Regions from separate parts of the Zea mays genome. Here regions 1 and 3 are each linked to region 2. Evidence: chromatin contacts called from public Hi-C data. All regions are on one chromosome and are shown on one strand. Each heading gives the region's core, a stretch centred on a gene start, on an enhancer-like site or on the middle of the called end of the contact. The rest is flanking DNA. Distances are from core to core; before and after follow the strand shown. Region 1 holds the start of LOC100191397 (Pentatricopeptide repeat-containing protein). Region 2 holds the start of LOC100280793 (urease accessory protein F). Region 3 holds the start of LOC103626664 (replication factor A protein 1).

Region 1 (2,700 bases), core at 29-2,528, 500 kb after region 2:
AGTTGATAACTTACCATCATCACTTGAAACATGAAATATTTAATGTGGTGCTTGACCAACTTATTGTGGAGTTCAACAACCGTTTTGGTGAAAGATCTACCCAATTATTGAGATGCATTGCCTGCCTTGATCCAAGAAATTCTTTTGCCAATTTTGATGGAGATAAGTTAATTGAGCTTGCTAAATTGTATGATGCGGATTTCTCTACATATGATTGCATAGTATTGAAAGACCAACTTGAGATATTCATTATTGATATGAGAGCTGATCCAGATATTCTAAGTTGCAATGACCTAGGTGATCTTGCTGTGAGAATGGTTCAGAGTGACAGGCATGTTGTCTTTCCATTTGTATATCGTCTCATTGAATTAGCTTTAATTTTACCAGTGGCAACAGCATCTGTGGAGAGATCTTTCTCATCTATGAATATCATTAAAACTGAGTTGCGGAATAAGACAGGAGACGAATGGCTTAACCATCGTATGATGTGTTATATTGAGAGGGATATATTTACAAGTATTGAGGATGCAAAGATATTGGATTATTTTCAAGGCATGAGAACCCGCAGAGTGAATCTACCTCGTACTAGTGGTATGTACCAATTATTAATATTATTAAATTTATTCAACATTACCTTTCAAGTCGCGTTCTTAACATGATTTTCGTCAAGGTTCTGGAGCAAGAAGCACTGATGTTGATGTTGACATGATACATTTTGGAGGAGCTACATTATAATTTGTATGTCATCTTTAATATCTATGACAACGTTGTTTCGTACAATTTATTTATATGCTACTATTAGAGTTTACGGTCGTTTCGGCCCGGGTCTTGGTTAATTTCTGGGTCCGCCACTGTTCTGTATGGCAGCATTTCACTAACCAAACACGATATAAATGGACAAGGCTGTTCAACTGTCTACAAGTTATTTGCCTAGGATAGAGAAAATAAGAGAGAAGCATGTCGTCAGTCGTCACACTTAGCTAGTAAGAGAAAATAAGAGAAACATATCTTGGCGAGTTGAGTTAACTCTGTAAGTGATGATAATGAAATATGGAAAATATACCAATTCATTTTGAAAGATATACTTATAATCTTTAAAAATCAAGGATAAAAGTAGAGTTATATCATAAGAATGAATGAAAAACCAGCAATAAACAGAAGGTGTTTTTCACCGACTATTGGATAAGCTGATTTTCTAACAGTCAGAAACTATGCTAGACAGGGTCCAATCAACTTTCTCATAAAAGATGCACTCCTCTCGTTTCTCGCCGCGATGGCCAACCTAGCGGCCCAGCTCGCTGCCGTGCTCCAGGCCTGCATCAAGCGTAGCGGTGGCCGCAAGCCCAGCCGCTCAAACGCCAAGGCCGCGCACGCGCGCGTCCTCGCCGCCGGCCTCGCCGCAGATACCTTCCTCCTCAACCGCCTCGTCGAGCTCTACTCCCTCTCGGGCCTGCCATGCCACGCGCTCCGCGCCTTCCGCGCGCTGCCCCACCCCAACGTCTACTCCTACAACGCCGCCATCTCAGCTGCCTGCCGCGCGGGGGACCTCGCCGCCGCCCGGGACCTGCTCGGCCGAATGCCCGACCGGAACGCCGTCTCCTGGAATACCGTCATCGCCGCCGTCGCGCGGTCGGGCTCCCCGGGGGAGGCGCTAGAGATGTACCAGGGGATGCTGCAGGAGGGCCTCGCGCCGACGAACTTCACGCTGGCCAGCGTGCTCAGCGCGTGCGGCGCCGTGGCCGCGCTCGACGACGGGAGGCGCTGCCATGGGCTCGCCGTCAAGGTCGGGCTCGACGGGCACCAGTTCGTCGAGAACGGGCTCCTCGGCATGTACACAAAGTGCGGGAGCGTCGCCGACGCGGTCAGGCTGTTCGACGGGATGCCTAGCCCGAACGAGGTGTCGTTCACGGCGATGATGGGCGGGTTGGCGCAGGGCGGGGCCGTCGACGATGCCCTCAGGTTGTTCGCGCGGATGAGCAGGACCGGGATTCGTGTTGATCCGGTAGCGGTCTCCAGTGTTCTCGGCGCCTGCGCGCAGGCCTGCGCTGGTGACTACAATGTCGCTCGTGCAATCCAGCTCGCACAGTCCATCCATGCATTGGTTGTCAGAAAAGGTTTTGGATCGGACCAACACGTGGGTAACTCGTTGGTTGATCTGTACGCGAAGGGCATGAAGATGGATGAGGCCATCAAAGTCTTTGAGTCGTTGTCCAGTGTTAGTATTGTTTCTTGGAACATTCTTATAACTGGGTATGGTCAGCTGGGATGCTATGAGAGGGCCATGGAAGTTCTTGAGTTTATGCAAGAGTCAGGCTTTGAGCCCAATGAGGTAACCTACAGTAACATGCTTGCTTCTTGTATTAAGGCAAGGGATGTTCCGTCTGCTCGTGCAATGTTTGACAAGATACCAAAGCCAAGTGTGACTACATGGAACACCCTATTATCTGGCTACGGCCAGGAGGAACTGCATCAAGAAACAATCGACTTGTTTAGGAGAATGCAACATCAAAATGTGCAGCCTGACCGGACAACTTTAGCTGTGATACTCAGTTCATGTTCTAGATTAGGAAATTTCGAACTGGGCAAGCAAGTGCATTCTGCTTCAGTAAGACTACTGCTTCATAATGACATGTTTGTTGCGAGTGGTCTGATAGATATATATTCAAAGTGTGGTCAGGTTGGCATCGCACTGATCATTTT
Region 2 (2,700 bases), core at 14-2,513:
TATCATTGAAGAGGTCTCATGCAGAGTTACTCAAAAGGTAACAGAAATTTATCAGAAAAGCATGGAAGCATGACCGGAGCATCTTTGAATGTGCTGCATATGCTCAAAGATCATACGAAGGTAGGTAGCTCACCTTGTTGTCACGAACAAAACAGCCTGGAGAACATGTAAGCGTGGCAGCCCTGCACGGCATCGAGCAGCGGGGCAGTCTGTGACGCCTCAGAGACATCACGGTCCCTCCATTTCCGCACCATCCTCTCGGCATCCGGCGCAAGCTGGTGCTGCAGCACCGAAGCAGCCAGCGGGCCGATCAGATTGAGCCTCGTCGCGGCAGAGAGCACGTCCCTCATCGTCACGAACATGTACGCCCGCTGCGCCGTCTCGCCGTCGAATCCAACCAAGCCGCACACCAGCCCAAACACAGGCGCGTGGTGGAACGACACGCTCTTGGAGCCCAGCAACGTCCGCCGGAGCTCCTGCAGCGCCGGAACCTCGGCGAAGACGGACGCGGCCACCCGCAGCAGAGCCGAGCCCTGAGCCGCGGACGCCTTCCTGGCGACCTCGTTCGTCAACGTGGCGTCCAGCAACCGGTCCAGCTTGGCCCACGCCGCTGCGTCGCCGGGGGACTTGCCTGCGCATGCGCAGTGCACGAACGGCAGCAGCAGGCTGCCGGCGCTGTCGAGGACCTGGACGACGAACGACCTCAGGTCCTCCTGGTCGTTCACCACGCGGGACTGCATGGCGGCCTCGAGGCCGTACGAGTGCGCGAAGCCGCCGGTCGGGAGGATGGAGTCCAGGATCTGCCACTGGGTCCAGTGCAAGCTCTGGTTCACGCCCCCCGCTGCATTGGAACTGGAAGGCGCCTGCGCCTCCTCCATTTCGCAGTCCGCTGAGTGCACCAGCCGTGATTTCTTCGGGGCTGGGCTGCCGGGCTCCATTGCAAATCGACAGAGCGGATGGGAGATCTTCGGTACTGAAAAAGGGCGAAATAATTGTCAGCTACGCATTCCATCGAACACCCTAGGGTCGTGAGAACCTTTGGAACCATCTGCGAAATAATTGGTGAGTACATGAGTTGCTTACTTGCCTGGACGCCGAAATGTTTACTCCAAGACGCCGAAGGTCGGCAGGGAGCGGTTGCTAGGTCTAGCTCGTCTTGCAACTTGCAGGTCTCCGGGGAACCAATAAAGCTGCTGCGTCGATCCACCGGGTAGGCAGTCCCCCCGAGGTGGAAGATAGGGGTTGACCTTCGACGCCTCACCGCGAGCGCCAGCGGATCACGCTGCAGCGGTTCCCTCTAAATTATATCCCCTATATCCCACTAGCGCGCCACATCAGCACTCTCTCCCCCTCTATATTCTCACTCTCTGCAGCGGTTTCCTCTGAGGCTATCCGCACTCATACTACTCTATTTCTCTAACCTAAAATAAATATTCTATCCTGGTCAGCGAGGTTTTCTACTCTATCCAACAATTCTCCGCGGTCACAATTACTCTATATATCTACCCTATACCAACTACCATATATTATATTATATTTTTTCTCCACTTTTCTATACCGTCAGCATGCATGTGGGCCCGCCTCCACCACCTCCGCGTGCATGCATGTGCATGCAGCCGTGCACAACATGCGTCTACCATCCAATACGCGCACGAGAAAGTTTCGAGTAGGACTCTGTAAATAGCGTTCCTCCGGTCCGCTCTAAATTTACAGTCGCCTTTAGAGTCCTTCACTGCAACATTCTTTTACTTTATATCTAACGCTATCCTCATAGCGTATTCCTCACAGCTTCCCACTGCAGGTAGCCTAAAACATCCCCTAAACCCCACCATACCAATAAAATATATATTTCCCTTCAACTACCTCAACCACCATCCTTTATTTTTAAATTTCCATATTTTGTCTTATTTTGCACCGTATCATAGTTGTAGGTGATTACCAATTACTAAGTAATTCATAATATGTAAAATAATTATCCAAACAAACTACAATAATTCGTACCTGAAATTTGTTAATAAAAAATATTTTCATTGAATAGTAACGGTTCTAGCGATTTGCACCCAAAAACGTACTTGGAGTCGTACGAAATCAACTAAGAACTAGCGTATTTGTAACTCAACAGTTGCAGCTCCAAGGAACCCCAACGGCCAACAGCAGATCCCGAAGCGGCTGAATGGATCCTCTTCCGACGAGGCTCTAGCCGTTGCCGAGTTATCAGGCAGAAGGCAGCAGTCCCGGCGGCGAGCCCGACACCGTAGGCCAGCCACTCCCCGGCGAGGCAGCAGAGAGAGGCTGCATCTCCCACGCCCGCATTCGAGGGGGATCGGCTCCACAAGACCCATCGATGCGCCACCGTCGTCGACAGCAAGGAAGCCGCCTCCGGTCCTTCCGATGCGCGCGCGAAAGGGAGAGAGAAAGTCGTGGGGGGTGAACAGCGCTCCTCTCCATCTGGCGTGAGAGAGAAGAGAAGCGCTACGAAGGAGACGCCGTAGAGGGCAGCGATGCAGGTCGAAGAAGAGGAATGTAGCCGCTAAAAGATGAACAGTACTAGAGAAGAGGTGCTCAAGGGTGATGCGTAATGCGTTGCAGATAGTCAGAGACAGAGAGAAAGGAAAGAAGCGGGCAGACATCCCCGCCCCGGCGGTCCAACTGAAAGATGACATGTTGTGGGCCTCCAACTCCGAAAAGGGCCATAACTAA
Region 3 (2,700 bases), core at 34-2,533, 340 kb after region 2:
CCGACATTCAGTCTGCATTCAATTGTAATGGCAAAGGGAGGAAGAGAATAAAAAAACTAAATTGTAAGCACGGTGGAGGGAATCAAGTAAAGATTTCAATTTTCTGTTATATAGTTTGAGAGGGGTTACAAATAAAAAAAGATATATGTAAATAAATATTTTTTTGATGGAACAACATATACAATTTTAGACATTTTTATATTAAACATGGTGTCTGACAACCTAGGGAGAGTGCAGTAGAAAGACATATTTAATTTGACACATATTATTTACATATTTCTTTCATATGCAGTTATAAATATCATTTTACAGTAAAGGTCACCAAAGTTGTCAATCTCCTATGAAATAGCAGAACTACAAAAATTACTTTTATTTTTTTCAAAAAAACAACTATGTAATCAGTGGCACCAGCACAACTTGGAATGAAGTGTGGTATCATTCAGAAGAACCAATTGTTTTGAATGCAATGATTCAGTTCATCTATTTCAGAAGAACCAATGGGCTCAATTGATTTTTTCCCTCTTTTTTTTGTATTTGTTCTGCTGCCATAGATTCGAGAGTATACTAATCTTTGTGGCTAATAGGCGGAACAATTTCAAATACATAATTATCAGAAGAAATAGATGAACTGAAAGCTAACGTAATTATTTTGAACACAAAAGTCAGTAGAGAATAAGATAAAATTAAACCTAATGTACATCTTATACGAGATTTCCTGGCTGTTGTACAACTACAATACATACCCAAGAAATTAATCAAGAAATTATGTGTGCTATAGAATAATGGCAAGAAAGACACCTTACTGTCACAGCAATTTCGATATTCCGCTGGACCATCTAACGTTTTTATCATCAGCAACAACAAAGATTATAATCCAATAAAGTTGGGATAGGCTAGATATCTATTGCAGAAAACGCCAGCAGTGGTCCCTAAACCCTAACCGAATACGACCATTTTGTTTTGTGCTCTCTAGAAAATGCCAGCAGTAGTGTAGGGGTCTCGACGGCAGACGGAGGATGCATGCCGCTCGGGAAAAAAAATGCCTGTATGTGTGCTTGCGTTGTGGCTCCGATGTGTTTGAGAAAGCAAAGGGGAGGGAAGATGCTTGCTACATCTCGAGGAGGCGAAGGATAGGCATACCTGAATGCTCCTTGATACAGAAGTCGCTGGGAAGCTGGCGTAGCGGCAGCGGCGGTAGCCGAGTCGTCCGTCGCCTGTGCGAAGGGGTGGGGGAAAGGAGGTTTTGGGAAAGGAATTTGTTTTGCTTCAATACTGTGTTGCCCAGCTACACGGGCGGAGGAAGCAAGGAAAACCATTTCCTTTTGTCCGAATCTGGATGTTTCCGGGATGTTCTCCACTTACTATTCAAGATTCGTATGAAGCGTTGGATTTCCATCAGACGGCTGCCGTTATTTAAGATGACGTGGCCTAATCTCGTGCCGGAGTTGCTCCCGCGGTTAATATAGTAAATTTCATTTGTAAAATATAAGAATCATACGATCGAGTCTTCGTTCTGTAGGTCATAGGAATTTGACAAGGGTGGAACGGAACATGAGCACTAGGGTTAGTGACTTCGATATTTCACAATTTAACAAAGCTACTCTTCTTACCGTGACAGGGTGACCATGTCAGTCGACAGTGAGATACGGACGATGACTCATGTGCCCCTGAACTCTAAAAAAAAGATACCAAGATATAGAATACATCTAATATCAGATCGACAAATCCACGATCTAGAAGTAATCAATTCCACAGTTAAAACTTACGTCAGTTTCGCAGCAGCATCACAGTAACATTTTAAACACCAGATGAAGAGCAACAATAATAACACAACCCCACAATGTGCACAACCCCACAATGTGCCGGTGGATCAGGCAGCCACCTCATCTCCCTCCTTGTACTCCTCCTCCTCTTCCGCCGTCGCGTCCTGGTACTGCTGGTACTCGGCCACCAGGTCGTTCATGTTGCTCTCGGCCTCGGTGAACTCCATCTCGTCCATGCCCTCCCCGGTGTACCAGTGCAGGAAGGCCTTGCGCCGGAACATGGCCGTGAACTGCTCGCTGACGCGCCGGAACATCTCCTGGATCGAGGTGGAGTTGCCGACGAACGTGGACGCCATCGCCAGGCCCGTGGGGGGGATGTCGCACACGCTCGACTTCACGTTGTTCGGGATCCACTCCACGAAGTAGGACGAGTTCTTGTTCTGCACGTTCAGCATCTGCTCGTCCACCTCCTTGGTGCTCATCTTCCCGCGGAACATGGCCGACGCCGTCAGGTAGCGCCCGTGCCGCGGGTCAGCCGCGCACATCATGTTCTTCGCGTCCCACATCTGCTGGGTCAGCTCCGGGACGGTCAGGGCGCGGTACTGCTGGGACCCCCTTGACGTCAGCGGCGCGAAGCCGACCATGAAGAAATGGAGGCGGGGGAAGGGGATCAGGTTGACCGCAAGCTTCCGGAGGTCCGAGTTCAGCTGGCCTGGGAACCGCAGGCAGCAGGTAACACCACTCATGGTTGCAGAGATGAGATGGTTCAGGTCACCGACTGGAACAGCATAAAAATGGCAACATTCAGATTCATATCTTAATGGCAGAAACAAATGCAAGAAATAAGGCAGGGAATCATGAAATGGTCATCTCAGGACAGTAGGAGCACAAAGCAAACCTTAGAACAGATAGTATGGTGACAAAATGCTTGTGAGAT

The links. A called contact is a pair of places that touch in the nucleus more often than the background predicts.
Region 1: a Hi-C map of leaf shows a contact between it and region 2, with 8 times the contacts expected there. The contact joins the promoter of LOC100191397 here to the promoter of LOC100280793 in region 2. A contact is called at or near these places in 6 of 25 Hi-C or Micro-C datasets (ear, leaf, leaf mesophyll and 1 more) and 1 of 3 datasets of contacts at active chromatin or transcription factors (leaf).
Region 3: a Hi-C map of leaf shows a contact between it and region 2, with 7 times the contacts expected there. The contact joins the promoter of LOC103626664 here to the promoter of LOC100280793 in region 2. A contact is called at or near these places in 6 of 25 Hi-C or Micro-C datasets (ear, leaf and tassel).

Annotation. Positions count from the first base shown.
Region 1 is chr5:85,353,434-85,356,133 of Zm-B73-REFERENCE-NAM-5.0, reverse strand. It overlaps LOC100191397 (Pentatricopeptide repeat-containing protein), which reads left to right and starts at 1,278. Exons shown (of 1, transcript NM_001136831.1): 1 at 1,278-2,700. The coding sequence starts at 1,577.
Region 2 is chr5:85,848,522-85,851,221 of Zm-B73-REFERENCE-NAM-5.0, reverse strand. LOC100280793 (urease accessory protein F) reads right to left here and starts at 1,263. Exons shown (of 3, transcript NM_001352439.1): 1 at 1,088-1,263; 2 at 134-973. The coding sequence starts at 938. The coding sequence ends at 141.
Region 3 is chr5:85,508,268-85,510,967 of Zm-B73-REFERENCE-NAM-5.0, reverse strand. It overlaps LOC103626664 (replication factor A protein 1), which reads right to left and starts at 1,283. Exons shown (of 13, transcript XM_008647057.3): 1 at 1,141-1,283. It overlaps LOC100383576 (Tubulin beta-4 chain), which reads right to left. Exons shown (of 3, transcript NM_001176224.1): 3 at 1,754-2,541. The coding sequence ends at 1,871.